2 separate regions of the Rattus norvegicus genome follow, and region 2 is linked to region 1. A link is a contact called in public Hi-C data. All regions are on one chromosome and are shown on one strand. The core of a region is the stretch at or near the end of the contact, and the rest is flanking DNA. Distances in the headings are between cores, read along the strand shown. Region 1 holds the start of Efhd2 (EF-hand domain family, member D2). Region 2 holds the start of Tmem51 (transmembrane protein 51).

Region 1 (6,350 bases), core at 314-2,813:
CTACCCCCATGGGTACTCTCTCTATCCCCTCCATATTGCTTTATTTTGTGGGGCGGGCGTGGAATGGCTGGGCCCGCAGGTCTAGGGGACACCCTAATCTGGTAAGGGTACAGCTTGGGATCACAGGAACTGGAGTGTGGCGGTTGGAGACCCCAGGCAGGGCACATAGCAAGGGGTCCCCTTTCTGCCCAGAGAGTACGGGAACAGGGCGCCGGGTACCGGGTACCGGGCACCGGGGATTGTATGGGAGGGGGAAGACTATTGCTGAGAAGAGGGCTGCCTTCTGATAAAGGGCAGGGGAGTCACCACTGCACCGCCCGCCGCTGAGTGAAGGGGTTCCGGGTGGAGAGCTCAGGGAGGTGGACTCACAGTGTGTGGAGAAGGACTAAGCCCCAGGGGACTCTGTCCTGATAATAGGGGAAATACATATTTGAAGACTGGGGGGACAGGGACAGAGGAACCCTCTCCTAGTGTGCGGTCACACAGTGTTAAGGAAACGGGACATGGCCAACAGGGTGGGCAGGAGTGGAAAGGCTGAAGCGTTTTTTTTCACCCATGGTAAGTAAACAGAATAACTGAGGTGTGTGTGTGTGTGTGTGTGTGTGTGTGTGTGTGTGTGTGTGTGTGTGTGTGTATGTGTTTGGCACGGGGGAGGTAGTCCCAATCTAGAACTAGAGAGACCAGAGCTAAGCAGAAGAAATTAAAGGACCCTAGTAAATGGCATATGTTTCGCATGGGTGCCGGGAATGTCCCCTTAAGAGGCAATAGGGGTGCCTTATCGCGGTGGGGGGTAGGGAGTCCAGTAGTTGGGACAGGAGAGGAAGGGAGGAAGCCACTGGCCCTTTCTCAGTGTGTGTGGGTTTAGGGTGGTAGGTGCAGTAACATTAACAGTGGGAAGGGGATCGGTTCCCTGATGTGGTGGTGGTGGGAACTCGCTGGGGACCTGCGATTATCTAGAAGGAACCTCGGGGTGCTCCCAACCCGTGTGGAGTATCCCGAGGGCAGCATCACCAGGAGGAGGGGGTCACATGCCAGGACCGGGAAAGGGGGTTCCCCAGATCCACTTGCGTGCTTGGGTGGTGGGTCTGGAAGCCTCGTGGCTCTCTGGAAGGGGTAGCAGAGTTCCCCACCCTGGTGGGTCCGGGTCCTGGGGGAGCCTAGCTGGGATTACTGGAGGTTCGGGCCCGAGGCCGGGTCTAGGGTGGTGGGAAACCGGGCGCGAGGGCACTCACTGTTTGAACATCTTCTCCATGTCTTTGATCTGCTTCCTGGAGAACTCCTTGAACTCGGTGTAGGGGTTGAAGACGCGGCGGCTGGGCGACTGCGGCTCGCCGATGCCCTGGTTGAGGTCCGCGCGCCGCAGCAGCTTGGCGCTCAGCTCGTCGTCCGCGCTGCCCAACGCCTGGGCAGTCTCGTCGGGAGCCTCGGCCGCCGCCGCTGCCGCCCCGTTGAGCCCCGGCTGCTCCGTCGCCTCGCCGCCCTCGTCCTCCATCTGCAGCCTCCGACTCAGCTTGCTGGCCAGCTCGTCCGTGGCCATGGTGGCCCGCGCACCGTTGCCTCGGCCGGGCCCCTGCTCCGCGCCGCGCACCCGGCCGCGCTCTTCCTCTTCCTGACACTCCCCGCCGCCAGGCGCCGCCCTGAAGGTGGGACTTAGGGGACCGCCCGCCCCCGGGCTGGCTCCCGCCGCCTCTGCCGCGTGCCCAGTCCCTCTCAGTCCCCGGGGGGGGGGGGTCATGTGCATTCTGCTTCCTAGCTCTTCATCGTCGTCCCCCTCCCGCCCCCCCCCAGTGAAAAACCATCAACATCTCTCTGATGACCTCTGGGGGACCGCTGAGTCCCGGGAGCCCTCTGGAAGGAACCCGGGGAGGGGGGCGTCCCAACCCTGCGGGAGGGAAGAGGGTCCGCTCGCATGAGGTGGCTGTGCGTTCAGGGACTGGAGAGGGGCGCGGCTCCCAGCCCCTTCTCTAAAAGGGGTTTGTATTTCTGATACGCTGTCGGTTGCCATGGAGACCACTGGTGGTGAGCCGCTGGGCATTCTTGATAAGGTTGCAGGAGTCTGAAGAAGGTGGACCCTAGCTAGCACCAGAGTCCAACTGAGACTGTCTCCGGGGCCGTAGTAGCTGGCATCATTCAAGAGTGGGGTAGCTGCTATGAGGGAGGTGAATCCTACCAGTCCTCAAAGGTCCCCGAAGAACTGGGGAAAGGGGAAGGGGTTAGCTCGTCCTGTTACAGAATGATTCAGCACAATAAGCTGCTTGATCCGGTGGATGCCTGGGACTCTACCTCAGAGGGGTTTCAGAAAGATCTCCATGTTGCCTCTTTGATGAGGATCCCGGGGGTGGGGGGTGACCTTCTCTCCAAAAGCTCAGGAAAGGGGGCTGGAAAGGAGGAGTTCAGAGAGAATTTGTCTCTGTCATCTAGTCTGTCACTTCAAAACCAGCAAACCTAGGCTGAAGAGAAGGCTCGGTTATTAAGAGTGGTCATCGCGCTGGTGAAGGAAGGACCTTCTAGCGTCCGTGCAGGGTGGGGGTAGGGAAGGTCAAATCACAAAAGGCCTGTAAGTCCAGCATCAGGGATCCAAGACCCTCTTCTGGCCTGCTTCTGCACCTGCACTCACAAGCATATACCCCTCCCCCACGTCCACATAATGAAACCTAAAGTAAATCTTTGAGCAGGGTGTATGTAGCCTTTAGTCCTAACACTCGGGAGGCAGAGAGGTTACCCAGTTCGGTCATTCTGGTCCACAACCAGGAGTTCCAGGCTAGCTGCATAGAGAGAAGCCCTTCTAGATAGATAGATAGATAGACAGACAGACAGACAACAAACTCTTAAAACTACAAAGCTATGGTACTCTGGCGTCAACTGCAGGGGCACTAGCCACAATACTGATTCCCAGGTCCCACCTAGATTGACAGACCTGTCCTTTGTCACTGGGGTCCACAAAGCTGCTTTCCACAAGCACTTGGGGAAAACTTTACTCTTTGGAGTTAAGAGTCTCTGGTACAGATGGGGTGTGTATTCTCTAAGATGTTAGGACAATGCTGGGGACCCAGATACTGCCCACTCCTAAAAGCAGGGTGCAGAGAAGACATGGAGAGGGCTGGCTAAAAGGTGACGACGCTGTGAAAACAGAGGGTACCCGAGAAGCTGCTGGCTGCAGCAGGATGACTCTCAGAGGAAGACATCCATCAGTATTTGTTGATGCGTTCAAAAATATTGTTGAAGGAAAAGGGATTTGCAAGAGTAAAATGGATACAGAAGGAACCGGTAGTTTAGAAAATGCAACATTTCGATTCACTGTTTGTAAGGTTGCTAAGTCTGATAAAGATGCTAATTAAGTTTAGAGATTTTGATTTCTTAAAGACCAAGGGAGTTACACTTCCTTAGTGTTGGGTAGTTTAGTCCAGCTGCTTGTAAAAGGAACCCAGCTTACTTATTTCATAGGGACCGAGGACAGGGGAGGGGCGCACAGAGATTGGAACATTTAAATTACATCTGCACACGTCTATGTTTGTCTAGGCTGTCCTTGTAAAGTGTGAAGGTTACTTTTAAAACTGTGGTGAGCCTCAGTTTACCCAAACTTATGACTTTATTTTAGATAGATATCAGTAGCCCAGGCTAACCCCATCCTCTCTGTGTAGCCGAGGATGATGCGTTTCTGATATTTCAGCTTTCTAAATGTTGGGAGAACAAGATCTGCACCCTTAGATGCTGTTTATATGATGCTAGAGATTGAACTCAGGGCTTTGAGCATGCTAGCCCAGTGCCTTACTGTCTGATCCATATCCCCAGTCTGATTTCTTGTTCTGTTTGTGAGACAGTCTCCCTTTTCAGTCTGAGGGCTTGGACTTGCCATTTGGTCTAGGCAGACCTTAAACTATAGATTTCCCTGCTTCAGCTTCTCGGGTGCTGTGATCACAGGTATCCGGTGCACTCTGGGAGAATGTATGACAATCTAATGGTTCTTCAGGACTCAGCAGTGTCTTAATTATGGGCAGTTTTGCATCTACTTGACTTCACCGGGATGAGGATATCTGATGGGTCTGCTGTCCGGAGAAGTCATTCATATGAGATGAATCTGGGGTCTAGTTTGAACTCTTTGAAGGGGGTGTGTCTGTGTGTGTGTTAAACTCTACTTAACATCCTACTTAGCTTGCATAGGTAAAATCCTGGGGCAGGAGGATGAACACCTTGATGCACAGGTAACGGAATTTCTCTCTTATCTGCTACATCTCGAGAAAGAGAAAGGTTACCGGAGCCTTAGTACCTCAGCTCAGGACACCCTTCTGGGTGAGCAACTCCCCAGTCCATTTTAAATTTTATATTAAATCATTATTATTATTATTATTATTATTATTATTATTATTAATTTGAAGCATGTGTTACTGGTGGTCAGAGGACAATTCTTTTTTTTTTTTTAAGATTTATTCATTTATCACATATAAGTACACTGTAGCTGTCTTCAGACACACCAGAAGAGGGCATCGAATCCCATTACAGATGGTTGTGAGCCACCATGTGGTTGCTGGGAATTGAACTCAGGACCTCTGGAAGAGTAGTTGGGTGCTCTTAACCGCTGAGCCATCTCTCCAGCCCCAGAGGACAATTCTTAGCGTTTGGTTCTCTACTTTCCTGGTACCTAGGAATGGCACTCAGTTAAGCACTTTTTGTTTTTTGTGTTTTTTGTTTTTTTTTGAGACAAAAATCTCGCTCTGTAAACCAGGTTGGTCAAGATCTCACTAGATAGCTCAGGCTGGCCTATAACTGTTATCAATGCTCTGGTTTCAGCGCCCTGAGTATTGAGACCAAGGCATGGGTCATTCTACTCAGCTTGGGAAAGCTCTGAAAACTACTCTTGGGTTACCTGTGTACACACACACACACACACACACACACGAAGGCCAGAGGTCTTTGGCTGTCATTTCTCAGGCTCAGTTCACCTGTGTTTTGAGACAGGGTTTTCCACTAGCCTGGAAGTTGTGGAGCAGACGCTTTCCAAACGTGTGCGGTGGGGGTTGAACTCAACTCCTTGCACGTGCACAGCGAACACATTGCTGACTGACCTATCTCCCAGCCTTGTCTCCCGGCCCTCGGTGAACTTCCTCATACCTCTGAGCCTCTGTGACATGTGAGGAAGGCGCTCATTGCCTTGCCTGTCTCAGAGGCAATGGGGCTGTGGTCTTGCCTAGAGGGCTGGTTGCTAAAACCGGAACCAGAGATCCAAGTTGGAGACTGAGTTTCGTTCAATTTTTTTTTCTTCTGTCTTGGGGGTCCAGGGAATCTTTGTTTCTCTTTTAGACACTAAAGCAATGGGGAGGGTATGAAAAAACAGAGGTGATTGATGGGCTCTGACTGGAGACAGACTGGAGATAGAACTTCTAGGAAATACCAGTTGGCTTTTTATTAGGAGAGTCACTTTATAATGACCACGAGTCCTGTGTGGGGAGCACGGATTCTGGCAGCGGGGAAGATCTATTCTGGTGGCACATTCTAGCATTTGGTCATGGAGAAAGAATGATCTTGAGGAAAAATCACCCCCTCAGCAAAGGATTTCTACGGAGGCTGAGGCGAGTGAGAGCCAACCCTGACGCTCTCGCAAGTGGAGAGGGAGCTAAGCCGACTTAGTCATCGCTGACGTGTCTCTTCTCTGCCTCCCACATTTACTTGTATAACTGTCTTGTAGGGAGGGGTGAAGTCTTATCAAGAAAACAATTTGAAAAAGAGAAGGGCTGGGCTGGGAGATGGCTCAGTGGGTATGAGCCATTGCTATGCAAGCGTGAGGACCTGAGTTCGAATCCCAAGTATCCACACTTAAAAAAAAATACCTAGTAAGATGTGGTGGCACACAATTTTAACCTCAGCACTTGAGAGGCAGGGGTAGGCAGATTTCTGAGTTCGAGGCCAGCCTGGTTTACAGAATGAGTTCCAGGACAGCCAGGGCTATACAGAGAACTTAGCACTGTAGCTGGTGGAGGCAGGAGAATTACTGGGGTTTGCTTCCAGCCTAGCTCAAAGATCAGTGAGAGACAGGAAACAGGGCAGTATAGTGGCATGATAGAGTGGGCCAATCAATACCTTTCGTGGGAGTGCATGGGTCCACACCTTACACACATGCACACGCATACACACATGCACACACATACACACTTCGCATGCTTGTGTCTGCGTACACAGAAGAGACAGAAGGAAGAAACAAGAAAGGGTTGGGAAGAGCTCTGGGTTGACCAGACAGGGCATGACCACTGGGGGCCACATTCCACAGTCTGACAGAACCGGGTGGGTCCTTCAAGCCCTGAGATTCTGGGGGATCAAGAAAGGGATTATCGAGGCCTTGAGAGATAACCCCAGGT
Region 2 (6,555 bases), core at 633-3,132, 200 kb after region 1:
GTGGTCGATGCCCAAATGACCAACAGAATCGACACCAGTCTCTCTTTCTCTCCAGTCACCCTTTTCTTTCTGTCTGGGTTGGGGAAATCTTTGATCATTTCTGAGGGAGATCTTTGGAAAGGAGTAACTCTCCCAAGGACCCGTGAGTGACAGGTCTCAGTGGGGAAGCTGCTTGACCTTTGAGACCAACCTTCAAGTTATCCTTCAAAACAAAAACCAGAGGAGGTCCTGGAGGGGACAGGTGGAGATCCCCCGCCCCTGCAAGCCTGCTTAGCTTACTTAGGTCCTGCCCCTTGACTCTGCTCCCGACTTCCATCTCTAAGTTCCCATATTGGCCAAGGACCTAGCTCAGGGCCACATGCACCATCAGAGGAGCAACCCACACCACCTTGCAGATTCCAGGACAGGACTCCTGCTCCTACCTTGTGGTTGAGAAAAAAATTTCTCTCTTAAAGTGGCCAATGTGATAATGAGACTTGGTGTTCCCTCCTCAAATGCACCCCCAACACTCACACCAATTACGAGCAAACTTACTGTGTCATAGGTATTTTGTTCTCCTCTGCACCCTGTATCTTACCTACGGCCATTGGTCTGTGAATGCTTAGCTTCAGCCCAGCGCTCCGTCATTCCCATTTTACAGGCGAAGAAACCAAGGATCCTGGAGGACCCCTGGCTCTCCACCCCTTCATTGCTTCTTAATGCGGTAACAGTCAGAAGGAAGTTAAGAGTAGATAGTGTCCACTCCCACATTACAAGGACAGGGGCTCACGCGGCCGGCTCAGTGCCCTATCCAAGTTCTTTCCTCTCAAAAGCACCAGTGCCCAGGTGCCTCTGTCCAGACACAAGCGGATGCCACCTGTCCCCGCCAACAGGGGGCCCCCGAGGCCGAAGCCAGAGCGACGCGGGGAGGCGGGAGTACCCCACATCGGCCGGGTGCGGCTGCTGAGGGTGCGGGGCCCGGAGTCCCCTGAGGAACATGTCCGACATGATGCTCCGGGACGCAAAGATACCAAACTCGGGCCCTACCGCACACTTTTCAGTGCGGGGACGCAGACTCACCCCGAAGGCAGCGAGCCACGCCGGGTCTCTGTCCGGAGGCCCGGGGCTGGGGGTTCCGCGACACCCCCACCCCAGGCAATCACGGGTCGCGGAGCCGGAGCCGGGGAGCACGGCGTGGAGTGGGCACGCGGCCCAGGGACCTCTGTGGTGATCAGCCAGCACGGCCCACAGCGCGGAGAGCAGGAGGGAGGGAGGGAGGGAGGGACCGAGGGCGCTCGCAGGAGGCGCCGCCCACCTGCCCACCCTGCGCCCTACGCCACCAGGCGGGGACCCGGACCCTGGGGCGGAGCTGCGCAACGCAGTGCAGGGTCCTGGGCCTCCCACTCTGCGCCTGGGAAATGGCTGTCTAGGGGGCCACTTGCGGGATAATGGGAGCTGCGAGTCCCTGTTCGGCAACCTCACCTGTCTGTAAACACACCTTCCTGTGCGCGCAGGGCGCCGACTCCTTTCCACCCGAGACTCCTGGAAGGAGGAAGGAAGCGAACTTTTCCCAACCTCTCAGCTCATGCTCTCCGCCAGCTCCCCATTCTCTGGTGTCCCGGACGCTCTCCGGATCGCTACTTTGAGCCCTAGTCAGTAGTGTCCCCTTAAGGAACGCGTTCCCGGCTTGGCAGAAAACTTTCCAGCGAATCACAGGCTGGCTTCTTCCTCCGCCTGGAGTTGGGGAGGGCGCCTCACCTGCCTGGAAGTTTGCCTAGGAACCCCACGACTCCAGGCACGGATCTGCGTCTCCTGCCAGCTCTGAATTCCGACCTGGGTGGCTTCGTGGGTGCGCGCCCAGCTCTTTGAAGTTAAAGGCCTGAGAAGTCCTTGGGCAGCCCGGGAGTCAGAGAATTCGGCTGGGGACCAAAAGCGCCTCCTACTGGGGGGTGACCGCTTTCTGGATAAACCGCACAGCTTGGGTGCAGCCAAATTCACTTGGAATTCCTGGGTACCCCTGATGGGCAAATTCACCAAGCTGTATACTTCCGGAGTCCAATCACAATCTATACGTTGCACTAATAGCTAGCAAGGGCTTAATTTGGGAATGGCTTGTGGTTTTGGAGGTGCAAAAGGCATTTTTGGAAATAGAGGCTCAGAGCACAAGAGTAACTGCTGACAACATCTTGTATCCTTACTCTGAACCAGGCCTAGGTTCCCACCGATTCCCCCGCCCTGAGCATTCTCCCTCAACCCCCTCTTAACCCTGCACAGCCCAATCTTGTGTTGGCATTTTGCCCTGACAGACTCGAGGCAGGTCATTCAGACAGTCCAAAAGGTGGAAACAAGGAATACTGGTACTTTTCCATGACGGGATCCAGTCCCAGACCCGCCCCTACTCTGCTAGGTAGAGTAATCTAGCTGGAGAGGTCGGGCTCTTCCCAATGAGGGGAGACCAAGGACTTAATAGTCAAAGCTGACTAAGAGAAAAACCAAGAGAGTCACAAAGGAAGCGTGCTCTGCTCACCCTGTCCAACCTTCTACCTTAATGGACTTTTTTTCTTGCATCTTCCCACACAGGAGCTGCCTTCCTCCTTATCCCATCACACTGCCAGCTCACCAGGGCCCGAGGCATGCGTCCTTGGAGGAAATGATCCAAAGAGGTGACTCTGAAACAGTGACTTTCTGTTACCTGTTGTGCTGTCTTGTGAGCTTGACGCAAGCTATAGTCATCTTTGTGGAAGGAACCCCAAACGAAAAAATGCCGTGCGTAGGACATTTTCTTAATGAGTGATTAATAAGGCGCAGTCCATTGCGGGGACCCCTGGACTGGTGGTCCTGAGTGCTGGAGAAAGCAGTCAGAACGACCATGAGGAACAAGCCAGGAGGCAGCACTCTTCCTCAGCTCCTGCCTCCAGGTTCCTGCCCTGCTTGAGTTCATGCCAAGTACCCCGCCTGCACGTGCACTCGCACAGACACACGACACACACACACACACACACATGCATGCATGCATGTATGTGTGCACAAACGCATGCATGTGCACACACATAAGAACATGTACACACACCCACACATACACACCCACGTGTGCATACACACCCACGAGCGCACACCCCCACACACACACACGTGGTCATGTTGTTTCATTGCAGCAGTATTAACCCTAACTAGACCATCTATTACCACAGGGCATTCAGGTTGGGGTTTGATAATGGTTGCCATCTATTGAACTCCATGCTGCAAACATCTGACCTTCACAGAACACTAGGAGGAAGAGCCTTCTGACCTTTCAGGGAAGCCTCAAAAAAATTAGGAGAGTTCTATTCTTGGATCTACCAGCACTGAGAGAGTTGGAATTTAAGCTGAGGATCTCTACTGGACCCTGGCTCTGAGTACCCACGCCAGGAATTTCCAATGCTGAGTAAGCACGCTGGCAGAATTGTGGGTACCCAAAGCAGTTCATATCTCAGTCTCCAGAGCCCAGTACCTCAGATGGTAGACTGTAAGTATGACCGAGCTGAGAATCTAGAGATTGGGGTCACCCAAAGAGGTCACAGGGGCTTTTATCAGAGGAAGGTAGGAGGGTACGTCGTATCTGAGATGTAACAGTGGAAGAAGGAAATCAGATAAAGCTTCTGAAAAGGGACCTGTGACAGCCATAGGATGTTAAGAGCCTATACGAGCTCTAAACGGTGGGAACAGATTACGTGGTTGGAAGCCCAGAGGGTCTTCACACTTGCTAAGGATCTTTACACTTGTCATTGCGTTTAGCCTGGGAGGAGCCGGTACCTGACCTCTAGAGCTGTAACCTTGTGACTCTAAGCCCTGCAGCAGTTCCTGGCGGTTTGTTACAGTAGCCACAGGGAATGGATACATCGAGCACTCTCAGCTGAATAGGCCAACGCTGATTTCACCCGCCCTTCTGCTGACTGTCCACTGGAAAACTCTTCTCTCAAGAGACACCAGAATATAGCTTGAATCACAGATTTAGGAAGAGGGTAGGATTTCATCAGATCTGTCTGTATTTATTTATTTATTTATTTATTTATTTATTTATTGGCTTCTCTGCCATCTTGAACTGTGTGACCTTGGGAAAATGTCTTATCCTCTCTGGGCCTCAGTTTCTTTCTTTAAATGTAAAAGCAGTAATGTTGGCTGGGTACACAGGGGGCACATGCCTACGGCCCCGGATGCTTCAGATGCTGAGGCAGGAGGATTGCACATTTGAGTTCACTTTAGGCAATCTTCTTTTGTTATCAGTGAGGAGTCAAAGCTTGGGTCTCATGTACGGGACCTGGGTACTTTTCCATTACACTACCTCTGCAGACCTAGCTTGAGTAATTTAATGAGACTCTCTCCAAAACAATAAGCTAATTAAATTAAATAATCCTTAAAACAGGGGCTGAGGATGTAGCTCAGTGGGGAGAGTGTTTGCCCTACCTGTGTTTCTCAGCGTGGCATGAAGCCCAGTGAGGTGGCACATTCTTGTCATCCTAGCACTGAGTAGGTAGAGGCAGGAGGATCAGAACTGCAAGTCATCCTTGTGTGTATAGCTAAGTTTGAGGCCAGCCTGGGCTATGTGATATCCTGTCTCATCGTGATGATTACAATAATGAAACTCATAGCCCGTGTGTGGCCCTGGGTCCCATCCCCAGCACATTAGGAAGAAAAACAGAGTAAGAATAGTGATACTAAAAATACCCCCTTCCAGGATCAATATGAGTATCTGAGACAGCAGGATGTGCTGTTCTGTGTGAGTCCCTGTGGAGTCTGAACTGCAGTTGCTGGTCCCTGACCTGCCCACTCCGGAACACAGGACCCTTTAGAGCAGGTTTGTCTGCTGTGCCATTCTTGAACTCTGGCTGAGTGGCCACATGGTGCTCAAAAATGAAAGTCTAGCTGGGCTCGGTGATGCACACGTGTATCCCAGTATTTGGGAGCAGAGGCAGGGGCATCAGAAGATTGAGGTTATCCTTCTTGAGGATAGCTTTGTGTGGTTCTGTGTACAGAGAGAGAGGGGGGGGAGGAGGAGGAGGAGGAGGAGGAGGAGGAGGAGGAGGAGGAGGAGGAGGAAGAGGAGGAAGAGGAGGAAGAGGAGGAGGAGGAAAAAACACACACCCCAAACACCAAAAACTAAAAAGCCAATCACCCCCCACAACACCCACTAATTAAAAGAAAGAATAAAAAGAACTATCTATTGTCGCCAGTCAGTTGGTTATGACCAGTGTAGGTGGAAAGAAAAGTGTCTACTCATTAAATACATGTGCTCCTGGGCCAGCAAGATGGTGGTGCAATGGGCAAAACGCATACAGCGCAAGCTTGCCGACTTGAGTTCAATTCCCAGCCCCACGTGAAGGTGGACAGCTCCACCACCTTGCTTTCTGATCCCCACATGGGCACTGTGGCATAGGTATGCCCCCAAGATACAGACACAAAGTAACAACTGATTTTAAGTGCTCATAAGCCAGCAGGGATGGCCCAGTGGGTAATACGTATTGACTTGAATTTCATCCTTTGGACCCACTTGGCAGGAGAGACGGACTCCCTCCTCCCCCGCAGATTGCTCTCTGACTTCCACATGTGCATGTGTGAACGTACACACATAAGCTAAGTAAATTTAATTTAAAAACATGAATGTGTTTATAAATATTTAGAAGCTGGTCAGGAGACAGCTGTCAGTCCTGTGCCTTCCATTGCTGGCTGTGGCTTCTGCCATCTGTCACTGGTTTCCTTCCTAGGTCCCTGTTTTACCCGTTTAGTTTTTTAAAAACAGAAATCATTATGCACTCAGGCTGAGCTCAGCCTCCTGAGTGTTGATCCCCACTTATTCTTACTAGGGCGCACTGCTGAGCCCAAACATCTTTGCCACTGACTCTTCCACGGTCTGCAGTAAGTCACGTACTGTGTAACCTGGCCCCAGCTGGATCATTCCTATTGGTCACCGGGAAGTGACATGTCTGGGGGGCGGGGTGGGGCGGGGCTTCAGGCGTGGCCTACTGGCCCAACCTCTCTGAGGGCTGAGTCAGCTCCTTGTAGTAGACAAACTGGGCTGGAGAGTGTTTAAAGGAAACGGGTTTGTCTCATTTCCTGAAAAAAAATTAATTTCAGAAATATGTTTTCTGCCTACTTTCCCAGAGTCAATGGGCCAGTGGGGACATGCCAGAATGCTGGTAACAAAGCTTGGAGGGACAGCCCAGCAATGCTACACCTTCTCTTGTCCTGTCCTGCGTTTGTTGTTATTGTTTGTTTTTGGTTTGCTTGTTTGTTTGCTGTGTTGTTGAGGCAAGGTTTTATATATAGCTCTGGCTGGCCTGGAGCTCATTATGTAGCCCAGGCTAGCTTCAAGACTCATGTAGACCAGGCTAGCCTGGAACTCACTGTGTAGATCAGTATGGCCTAGAACTCACTTTGTAGGCCAGGCTGTCCTGGAACTCACTGTGTAGGCCAGGCTGTACTGGAGCTCACTGTGTAGACCAGGCTGGCCTCACTATGTAGACCAGGTTGGCCTGGAGCTCACTATGTAGACCAAGCTAGCCCGTGAATGCATGGAGAGCCTCCTGCTTCTGCCTCTGA

Evidence for each region. A called contact is a pair of places that touch in the nucleus more often than the background predicts.
Region 2: a contact with region 1 is called in a Hi-C map of mammary epithelial cells, with 2.7 times the contacts expected there. The contact joins the promoter of Tmem51 here to the promoter of Efhd2 in region 1. A contact is called at or near these places in 3 of 12 Hi-C or Micro-C datasets (frontal cortex, liver and mammary epithelial cells).

Annotation. Positions count from the first base shown.
Region 1 is chr5:159,458,430-159,464,779 of GRCr8, forward strand. It overlaps Efhd2 (EF-hand domain family, member D2), which reads right to left and starts at 1,564. Exons shown (of 4, transcript NM_001031648.1): 1 at 1,233-1,564. The coding sequence starts at 1,537. It overlaps LOC120103027 (a long non-coding RNA gene), which reads right to left and starts at 1,226. Exons shown (of 2, transcript XR_005505082.2): 1 at 1-1,226.
Region 2 is chr5:159,657,009-159,663,563 of GRCr8, forward strand. Tmem51 (transmembrane protein 51) reads right to left here and starts at 1,883. Exons shown (of 3, transcript NM_001109273.1): 1 at 1,478-1,883.